Linked DNA regions of Mus musculus: region 2 is linked to region 1. Evidence: chromatin contacts called from public Hi-C data. All regions are on one chromosome and are shown on one strand. Each heading gives the region's core, a stretch centred on a gene start, on an enhancer-like site or on the middle of the called end of the contact. The rest is flanking DNA. Distances are from core to core; before and after follow the strand shown. Region 1 overlaps Fat3 (FAT atypical cadherin 3). Region 2 overlaps Fat3 (FAT atypical cadherin 3).

Region 1 (4,923 bases), core at 580-3,079:
ATTGCCAGCCTGATTTTAGTCTCTGATTTCCATTCATGTAGAATCTGCTCATTACCATCAGGGTCTTTCTGAGTAGCCACAGGACACAGGATCTGAGGAATAGCTAGAGCTTTTTGTTACACTATAATGTGGTAGCTGCAGATACAAGAAATTCAATCCCTATTCCTGTCTCATTCAATCTTAAGGCAGGTTGAGGATCTCACCTAAACTACAATCAAAGCATGTGTGTGTGTGTGTGTGTGTGTGTGTGTGTGTGTGTGTGTGTGTGTGTGCCACTCTGTAAATATAGATGAGCATGCATTATGAATGCTTATGAATAGAAGACACCAAAATCTTATGTGAATATCCAAATATAATAACATATAGCAGTGGTTCTCAATCTTCTTAATGCTGCATCCTTTTAATATAGTTTCTCAACCATTAAATTATTTCATTGCTACTTCATAATTATAATTTTGCTACTGTTATGAACATACTGTAAATATCTATTATGCAAGATACCTGTTATGAGACCTTTAAAGAGGTTGAAACCCACCTGTTGAGTAACACTGACCTAAAGATGGTTCAGCAGTTAAGCACATATACTACTCTTGTAAAGGACCCAAGTTCAATTCCTACTACACATATCAGGTACCTCCCAGTGGCCGTTACCTTCACCTCCAGGGGATCGAATGCCTCTGGTCTCTGCAAGGGAACTCACTTATGTGTACATGCACACACACAGAAGCACATCATAATGTCCTCATTTAATTTTTGTATGATATCTCTTAAATGAGGCATTGGGAATTTTTACTATATATATTAATAAGCTTTGATTATCAGTGGGATTAATAATCATAATTTGGGAAGAATAGCCTTTTATTCCTTAATTTGGTACAGGTATGCTACAAATCACTAACCAGAAGTTCATGGCTGTGGTGTGCCAGGAGGTGTTCAGCTGAGAACAATGCTATGAGGGACATGGATTTGTCAGTCCTTCCATCCCCATTGCCTAGTCATCCAGTGTCTTATTTTGTCATCTGAGAAGCCATAGCTATAATTCCCCTGTTCACACTGAAGCCAGGTGGAGGGACAGCAAGGAAAATACTCTCACTCCTCAATAAACTCATAATTCTTTTATCTGTGAAGGGTGGATGAAACCTATGATTTTTGTCCTCTAGCATTTTGTGAGAAACACAGATCTTAAGAATAAGCAGGACACTGAGAAATCCTCTGGGCAGCTGTCCAAAGCAACACAAATACATCACCCCAGATGGATTTACAACATCCCATTTTATGAAGAATTCTATAATCACCTTATAAAAAGACAACTCAATAACACTGATTTCTTTGCGGGAGACATGTGATTTCCCAAAAGTAAAGGGCATTGCTTTTTAAAAAATACCAATTTGCCCATGACACTGCTGTGGCATTTGAATAATACCACGGCATCAGTGACAATGAGCGACTCTTAACCTGATTGGTTTCATACACAGCCCATACACTGAGCCCTCTTCCCTCCTATACATTCAAAATTTATAGCATAACTGACACCCCTGAGATGGGCAGCTCCTGGGGGTGGATACTATATTTTAGTTCATCCTCTTTTCTGACTCCCACAGGGCTTTCCTATTACAGATTTTCTAGGATCAGTGAGTACATAGAGGAATCACACAGATCAAGAAGAATATTGATAGAAGCAATACAATTTTTTTCTTGAAAGGAAATACCCTATGCCTCAACCTGTGCAGTAGTAATGTAGTTAGTATTTTCTCGGACTATGAGCTTCTGGGGTGCCATGCAGGTCAGCAAGAGCTACATAGCATAAGCCTGTATTTCACAGAGTGCTAAGTTGGCCAAGACTGTCCTGTGACCTATGAGTCAGCGAGTCATAGGAAGCCTCTGACCTTGGTGAGTCTTCTATCTACCATCACATGAGATTAGAATTGCTTCATCAACTTCCCTAGTTAAGTTGCTAAGAGGTTCAAATTGAATCATAGATAGCAAAGTGCTCTGAGAGTGGGTTGTGAAGGAGATGGCCCAAGTATCATCAGTGCTAATATCAGAACATCTTGGGTCCCTCCAGCATGTGTTCTGGGTGGCTGATTGCTTGTTTTTTCCTTGTTACTCTGGAAACCCACCAACCAAACCCAAGAACACCAAGACTTGAGATAACTCAGGGATTTAAGTCTATCCAAGAAGCAATTTAAGAGGACAGAGGCTCTCACAGTCTGCCTTGCACTTTAGTGACGTGTCCAAGCCTCTGTCCATCAAAGGTCCAGATCTTAGAGAATATTCATTACTTTGCCATCTGGTCCTCGACTGCCATCCAGGCACTCTGATATCTCGTCCCACAGTCTTTTCATTTGTCTAACTTCTTCCAGCTTCAAAGGAAGTAGAGTGGGTCCCCTGCAATGGTAATGAGCCTAGGCATTTGAGTATGGAAGCTTATAACTCTGTAATCCACAGATATCATCACTTTCTAAATCTGTTTTGATCTGGAGTTCCTGCTGGGATTTTCATTATACAGAAAAAAAAAATTCTACTGAATTTGTGAGTTTCAGAAAATGACTCCACTTTCTGTCTCTACATGGGTTCCAAGGATCTTTCCTATATATTTTGTAGATTATTTTTTCCTTCTTTGAATCCAGGCTTACTCTTTTGATAAGTGCCAGAGAAAAAGAGGGGTACTGACTCACAAAATTCTGTGCTCAAGTTTAGAACAAGGCTTATCAGCACAATTAGTGCTCAATATCCCACAAGTGGGGTATTGCCATGTTAAACGTTACCAGCATTTGGCAGTCTCCACCACCTCACACATCCTGTAATGTGGTTTGGGAATATGTCTCCCGAAGTGCTTTTGCCATGAAGTAAAAATAGATTTGGCTGCCCGCTAAAGAGAGTTTTACAAAGAGACATCCATTATTCATTGTTCAGGGCTTCCCACCAGAGATCTCAGAGGCCTTCACACAGAGGCACTTATGGGCCTGACCTTCTGAGAAGAACCTTTTGAGAGGAAGTGGAGGCAGTAGAGCTCTCCCGACAATGTCATCCCATGCTTGCAAGCTGAGTGATATAGGGCAATCTGCTCAGCACGAGAATAACTCTGGTCTGAATTGCTAAATTGACCACCATTATACCGCTCTGAGAATGTTTTCAGGATTGTGTAACTTCATCTGTCTGATCCAGGTGAGTTAGGATTTTTACCTAGCAAAGAAACCAACAGCTTACTGGGTTGCTTTCTGTGCAAGTACCTTTTGTACATTTTTCGACTAGGCAAAAATAACTCTTTCTGGAGTTTACAGATACACATCTAGCTCATCTATCTTTAATTGATTCCCAAGGCACTGTAACTCACATTTATCTTTCATGACTTAGCACATTTAATGTAGTTCGATTTTGACATCGCAGAAAGCTCATCAGCCACTGCTTTTACATTAATTGGGCCTGAGGACTGGGACTACCTGGGGCATAATGGTGGGAACACTCTTCCCTAATATTCTGCCTCTGCTGTCCACAGAACAGAAGATTCATCCTATGGCTATGTGTGGCAGCAGATGAACGCCCACTGGGAAGGGGTGGGAAATGTAAGCCTTTAAGAATTATCCTTTTGGGAAATTACTCATTTTAAGTTGTAAGGTTTCTGAGTTCATGTGATTTCACAGTTGAAGGATAGATTCCTCTACTAATTTCACAGAAGTGAACTTCAGAAGTAATATAAATACACAAAAAAGATCCGTTCTTTGCAAAAGTTGTTTCAAATTTTAAGAATATATGACAGACTATGAGAATTCCAATATAATTCTTTTTTAAATTCTTTACTAAAGTATTGCATTAAGTGTTTTTGTTTTCAACTTTACTATAGCAGATACTTAAGAGAAACAACTTCAAAAAGTAAAGATTTATTTCAGTTCCTGCTTCCAAAGGTCTCGCCTGATGGTTATCTGGTGCCATTGCTGTGCATGTGTGAAAAGGCAGAGTACCCTGATGGCGAAGGCCAAGGAGCTCAGAGCTACTCTTCTCACTCAGAGAAGCAAAGGACAGGACATACCCTTCCAAGGCAAGGCCCTCATGGGCTACTCTCCCCCTCCAGGCTCCACCTCCTATTAGTTCCTTCACTTCCTAATAATGCCCCATACAGGAGTCTATCAGTAGATGAATCTATTCATGAAGACAAGGCACCCATGATCCAATCATTTCCTACAGTCACCACCAATGAATTCTGCTGTGTAGGGATCCAGGCTGTCAACAAAAGATCTTTCAGGGATCATCCTTCATTATAAATCATTAAAAATATTAACAATTTTAGACATTTCTTTGGGTCACTTTTGTCTGTATGATTGGTGTCATTTTCTAAACACACAGAATTATTTTACTACTAAATTATTCATGTTTGAGTTCTCCTGTCTCTGACAGTATACAGTTCCATACATCTCCTTCAGTATTTTTCTGACACAGACCCTGAAAGTGGAAAACTGAAAGACTAGTAGTGTCCTTGAAGAACTCACAAGTGTACTCTTTGGAGAGAGAATTTTATATGGGGTCAGAAGCATTTTGATGGAAAATGGCATGAACCTCTAGGAATCAGAAGAGTAAAAGTTAATACCAGTAGCTTGTCCTTGTGCTATATTCTCCTGGAAGACAGGGTGTGATAAATATCAATACATACATAAATAAATTTGCTGGATACAGAGAACTATGCTTAAGGTATTTGTTTTTGATGGTATTTAACCCTTGAATTTGAGTCTATTGAAGTCTACTATGTTGATCTTTATTTAAAACTTACATGTACTCTCTGCCATCTTATCCAAGTAATTAAGATACTTTAAGTACCTGAGGGGAGCCATGTGTCTCTTTTCGTAGCTGGATGCTGAGACACATTTTCCGGGTGATTTTCATTTTATTATGTGTAAAGAACAAACATGACCTGTTGTGGGATGAATA
Region 2 (5,150 bases), core at 180-2,679, 170 kb before region 1:
GATAAGAAAAGAAAATTATTAAAATATATTGTATGAAAAAGAATAAAAAGTTAAATTATTTTTCAAAGATTAGTGAATTCCAATTGAAGTCACAACCTGCTTTTTTTAAGCAAAAGCTATAATTCTAAGATTTATTGACTTTTCCTTTGCTATTGTTTTAAGGATACTTAACATTGTCCCTATAACATACCTTAAATAATGTACTAAAGAAAAGAAAGAATCATTGGAAATCTGTAGATAAACAGAAGAAGCAAAGTGCTAAGATAAAAAGAAATAGTGCAGAAAATAAAAACAAGTGAAAAACACCTTGGTGCCTTTCCAGGTTCCCAGGAAGGCAAGCCCTTCTGATGGTGCTGTGCATGTAAAGGTTAGCAGCCTGCTTGCACTTTTCCAGCTTCGAGCACTGATATTGCATCACAGTTTAGGTTCTGTGTCTATGTCACGTGTTTGTGAGCTTCCTGTGTTGTGCCATTGGGCTGTAAGTACAAAGATAAACGAGACAAGAGTTCAGATTCAAAGAAGGTAGACTCTAGAACTTTCTGGAAGAGTGCTTCCTCTTCAAAGAAATAAGTTACAGCTGGGGCATGGTGACACCAGACTCTGTCAGTCACCACTTAATGTGCTTGGCTTTCGAATGCGGAAATGTGGCTTTTGTGCAAACACCAGAGGTTCTCTGTAACATAATGTAACAAGCTCGGCCTTTTGCCAAACCAGAGGTAGAACTAGGTGCCCAGGAGCACTGGTGGGAACATTGCAACACCTATCCCAGAACCTTCCATGCCTCGCTTATTCGGGAATGCCAAGTAGGAAAAGATTCCATCCAAGGAAGGAAGGGAAAAAATGGAAAAGCTGGAGGATTCCAGGTCTATTTCAAACCCCTTACTAAAATGTCCCTGGAGGCAGGATGAAGTAGCCACTGGCTTGGTGGAACAGGTCAGTGCTTTATAGCATATTCCACCTAACTCAATTGCCAGCTTTTTATTTCCCTGCCTCTAAACACAGTAGAAAATTCAGCAATGCATCTCACTCACAACTGTGCCTGTGTCAGAAATTCTGAGCAGCACTGACAATTTAGCTTGGTGCAGAACAGGAAAACATATTTCTTTGGGTTATGCCAAAAATAATTTTTTGCAACTTTCCATTGAGAATAGATTGAACCACATGCCATAAAATTAGCCCTTGCTGGAAACAGGAGGTGATGGCTGGCTGTGGGTGCTTTCCTTCTCTGTGTGTTAAATTCTAGGATAACAGTTTGTGCACCTTTAGCTACAGGGCCAGGTCTGGCTTTTCTTTAAGATTTGTATTGGTTTGTTCATTCGAGCATGTCTAGGCCACCTCTGGTCAGTCTCTTGCAGCTGACTCCCAGGCTGAGCTGAGCAGAGACTCTGTTCCCTTATCACAGCCTCTTTGTGTCTTGTGTCTGAGCTGAAAGGGGAAGCAATGGCCCGTGCTGACTAATCCTGGCAGCCACACTTCCCCTCTGGATGGGCCAGACACAGCTCTGCTCTGTCATTGGCCTAGTCAGCAGAATTCACAGAATCCTTCTGAGAAGCTATGGTGTTTACATTCTCAAAGACACACAAACACTTGTAAATTACAATTCTCACCCCCACCCTGCATTTCCTCATTTCTTTCTCTAACTTATTTAGCTAAAAGAAAATACTTTGTGTGTGCATGCTGATTATACTATCAGCTTATGACCAGACAAGCTAAAAACCAACTCAGAGAGCCTGTCTGCTCACTTGGAAGGAAAAAAAAAAAAAAAAAAAAAAAACCTGATAATGATTAATAGTCCCATGGCTAACTCAGCCAAGTTGGAGTGTTTATTTCAACACCTGGGATACAATAGGCACTCAAGAAGTGTAATTATGTTGTCTTACGGGTTTCTATATCTCAGCACACTGCAGAGGAAGACAGAATGCTTTCTAAACCCTTTTAGGTAAAAGTTCTTCTAGTGTTCTGCATTAAGACAGTGCAAAAGGACCCAGGATAATTGATATCCAATCTCCTGCCCTGCAGTGCCTCCATTCTTATAGCTTTTATCTAAGCCTCCCAGATGCCCTCCACCAGCCACGGGCTGTGCTTCTGGCTTTCCATCATCTCCTCCCCATTATCTCAAGGCCTACAGTACCTGTGAGGAAGTTACATCAAGAAGAGCATTTCCATCTAAAGCACCCTCGATGCACCTCAGCTTGTCGCCAGGGCAAAGCTTGCATGCTTTCCTCATGACACATCCTGCCTGCGTTTTGGTCTACTTTCCCTATCAGAGTGTGAAAACCCTGGTGGGTCATTCATTCATTCATTCATTCATGCCTTCATCTTCTTCCTGAACTTGGGTGCTCAGATTCCATGTTGATCCAGGTGCTTTTCAAGCTGGTGGAGGAAGAGGGCATGGGGTGGAGATAGATAGCAAGGCAACCATTTTTCCAAACACGGCCAGTTTGCAACCCAGTTCACTGTGCTATAGCTCTGGGTAAATGCACTTGTTGGTTAGTTTGCTAATTTCCAGCTGTCAAGCCTCATAAAGATTTTTTTTTTTTTTTTTTTTTGGTTTTTTGAGACAGGGTTTCTCTGTGTAGCTCTGGCTGTCCTGGAACTCACTTTGTAGACCAGGCTGGCCTCGAACTCAGAAATCTGCCTGCCTCTGCCTCCCAAGTGCTGGGATTAAAGGTGTGTGCCACCACTCCCGGCAAGATTTTTTTAAAAAGCCACAAATTGCTAATCAGCCTCAGCATAAGGTATTCCTTCAAACATTGTATAACTGGTGTCTTAGTCAGGGTTTCTATTCCTGCTCAAACATCATGACCAAGAAGCAAGTTGGGGAGGAAAGCGTTTATTTAGCTCATCATCAAAGGAAGTCAGGACTGGAACTCAAGCAGGTCAGAAAGCAGGAACTGATGCAGAAGCCATGGAGGGATGTTCTTTACTAGCTTGCTTCCCCTGGCTTGCTCAGCCTGCTCTCTTATAGAACCAAGACTACCAGCCCAGAGATGGTCCCACCCACAAGGGGCCTTTTCCCCTTGATCACTAATTGAGAAAATGCCTTACAGCTGGATCTCATGGAGGCATTTCCTCAACTGAAGCTCCTTTCTCTGCGATAACTCCAGCTGTGTCAAGTTGACACAAAACTAGCCAGTACAACTGGCCAGTCATAGCACTCAGATCCAAAATGTAACTTCTTCAGCTTCTCACAATGCCTGTTCCCTGAATTAAACCTGGAGGATGGATTCCATAACAGCTGTTAAACTGTAGCCATTCCCTTCTTATTTGAACCTATCTCATCTCTAGTGGCTGTCTGGCAAGTCCATCTCCTCCTGTTTGTTTGTCTTCTTTGATTTTCTTCTGCTTTGCCTATGACATTATTTCTGACTTTTGTTCCAATCATTTCTAGTGGCCTGAGTCTTCTATCCTTATCTTTACTTTCTGTGGGAAGATTTGGCTCAGATTTCACAGAAAATGCTGATACACTGCATTCCCTGAGCTTCACTTCAGGTTTTTGCTCCTTTATGATAATGACTGCCCTATCCTGGCGACCAGGAGGAGGAAACTGGGTCTATCTGTCTCAGAGACTCCTCTGTCTGTTCATCTTATTTGCCAGGCCCATGACCTAAGACACATCATCACCTCAAAGAAGTTTGCCTGGAACACTTCATCTGGAATTAGCCTGATTTCTCTCCAGACTGACAGCTCTCTGAACTTAATAATTTTCTAACAGAATAGGAAGATGTTGGTCCATTCTCTTCAAGTTACAGAGTCATAAGCTGCTGTGCTTCATGTGGAGCAGCCTTGATGCAGACACGGACTGTACATCTCTGCCCCAGGGAGACTTCAGAAAGCTCCAAGTCCCATCCTGAGCAGCACAAAGTGGTGGAACCTGGTCAGTATGGGGAAACAGAATCTATAGTGCCTTCGAGTCTTCTGAAATCTTGGTCTCTCAAATATGAGGGACTTGGGAATACTGTCTACTTAATAAGTAAAGTAAAAGTCACTCGCTGCTCCTGGGGGCTGACTATGTGGGCTTAAGATGTGCCAGGCACCTTTGAAAAATGTGCTTAGGCATGCAGGCTCTGCCCCACATTTTATGAGCCTCATTCTGTGGTGGCTTCCTCTGTTTGGCTGGGTAAATGTCTCCTGTTATCACATCCAGCCATTTGCCTCCAGCTTGTAAGAAATGCTTAGCGATGTGCATCATGCCACTGTGTGTTCACTCTCTATTGAGGGCCTGGGCTGTGACAGGGGGGCAGTGAGAGCTTGCAGGACTCAGACTCAGAAGAGAGGAAGGTATTTTCTGTCTGCTAGGGACCCTTGGCTATCACGGTGCCTCTTTTGGAGAACATAATTACAAGCTATTGATAGGGATTTACTTCAATGACTCCAGAAAATGTTGACTTAGATAAGAGGGAATTTTCGTTTCTGGAAGATAAGCCCTTGCTAACCAGCAATAAATTACCTTTCAGACAGTCTCTCTGAAGCCCTGATGTGGATGTGACATGCAATATGTCCGCGTGCAGGCATGGCATGCATGCATGCTTGCATGCACTTAAGCTGCTGAGTACTCAAAGCCTGCATTTGTATGTTGAGGGCTGTTTCTAGTGGGAGATGAACCATTCTAATTTATCTCTGGCACAGAGCAAGTCCTATTTGTCTCTGGCATGGAGCAGGCTTAGCTCATCTGGTGCCGTCTCTGGTTATCACACTGCTCAGCAGGGGTAATTTGTTTTGTTTTATTTCAGTCCCAAAAGGTAATTAATAATACAGGGACAAAATTGTTTGTATGCTGTTTTTATATTTTGATTACCCAGCGAAGCATTTTTTCAGGAGCTTTTCCAAATGGCTGCTATATACCTGGCTGGGAGACTGTAAGACAGAGAGCAAACCTTGGAAATCTTCCAGTAGGCTATTCCTCACCTTCATGCACCCCTGAGCCTAATTTAATGTGGGTCAAGGAGCCTTTTAGAGGGTATTCATATCAACAAATGGCCTGTGGTGCATAGGAACACCAGGACAGAATACCTTTCTAGCTTCTGTGGGTAGCTTAAAGAAATGTTTTGTAACATTATCACCTCTAAGCTTTGCCCAGCTATCTCCACACATCTTTCTTAGTCTTCACAATGGGCGGTAGAAGACCATAGCTCTCACATTTCAGAGGG

The links. Hi-C and Micro-C count contacts between places; a contact is called where the count stands out from the background.
Region 2: a contact with region 1 is called in a Hi-C map of bone marrow-derived macrophages, with 3 times the contacts expected there. The contact joins two enhancer-like sites. A contact is called at or near these places in 5 of 484 Hi-C or Micro-C datasets (bone marrow-derived macrophages, cerebral cortex, forebrain and 1 more) and 1 of 9 other capture datasets (bone marrow-derived macrophages).

Annotation. Positions count from the first base shown.
Region 1 is chr9:16,043,802-16,048,724 of GRCm38.p6, reverse strand. All of the region lies in intron 4 of Fat3 (FAT atypical cadherin 3), which reads left to right. Among named protein-coding and RNA genes, the nearest start is that of Mtnr1b, 170 kb to the right of the region's middle. Within about 2 kb of position 1,829, at least 11 of the 459 cell types and tissues checked have an H3K27ac peak or open chromatin away from gene starts, as enhancers often do. A contact at or near this core is called in bone marrow-derived macrophages, where this site is marked.
Region 2 is chr9:16,211,845-16,216,994 of GRCm38.p6, reverse strand. The region is part of intron 3 of Fat3 (FAT atypical cadherin 3); the gene reads left to right. Among named protein-coding and RNA genes, the nearest start is that of Fat3, 290 kb to the left of the region's middle. Within about 2 kb of position 1,429, at least 189 of the 459 cell types and tissues checked have an H3K27ac peak or open chromatin away from gene starts, as enhancers often do. A contact at or near this core is called in bone marrow-derived macrophages, where this site is marked.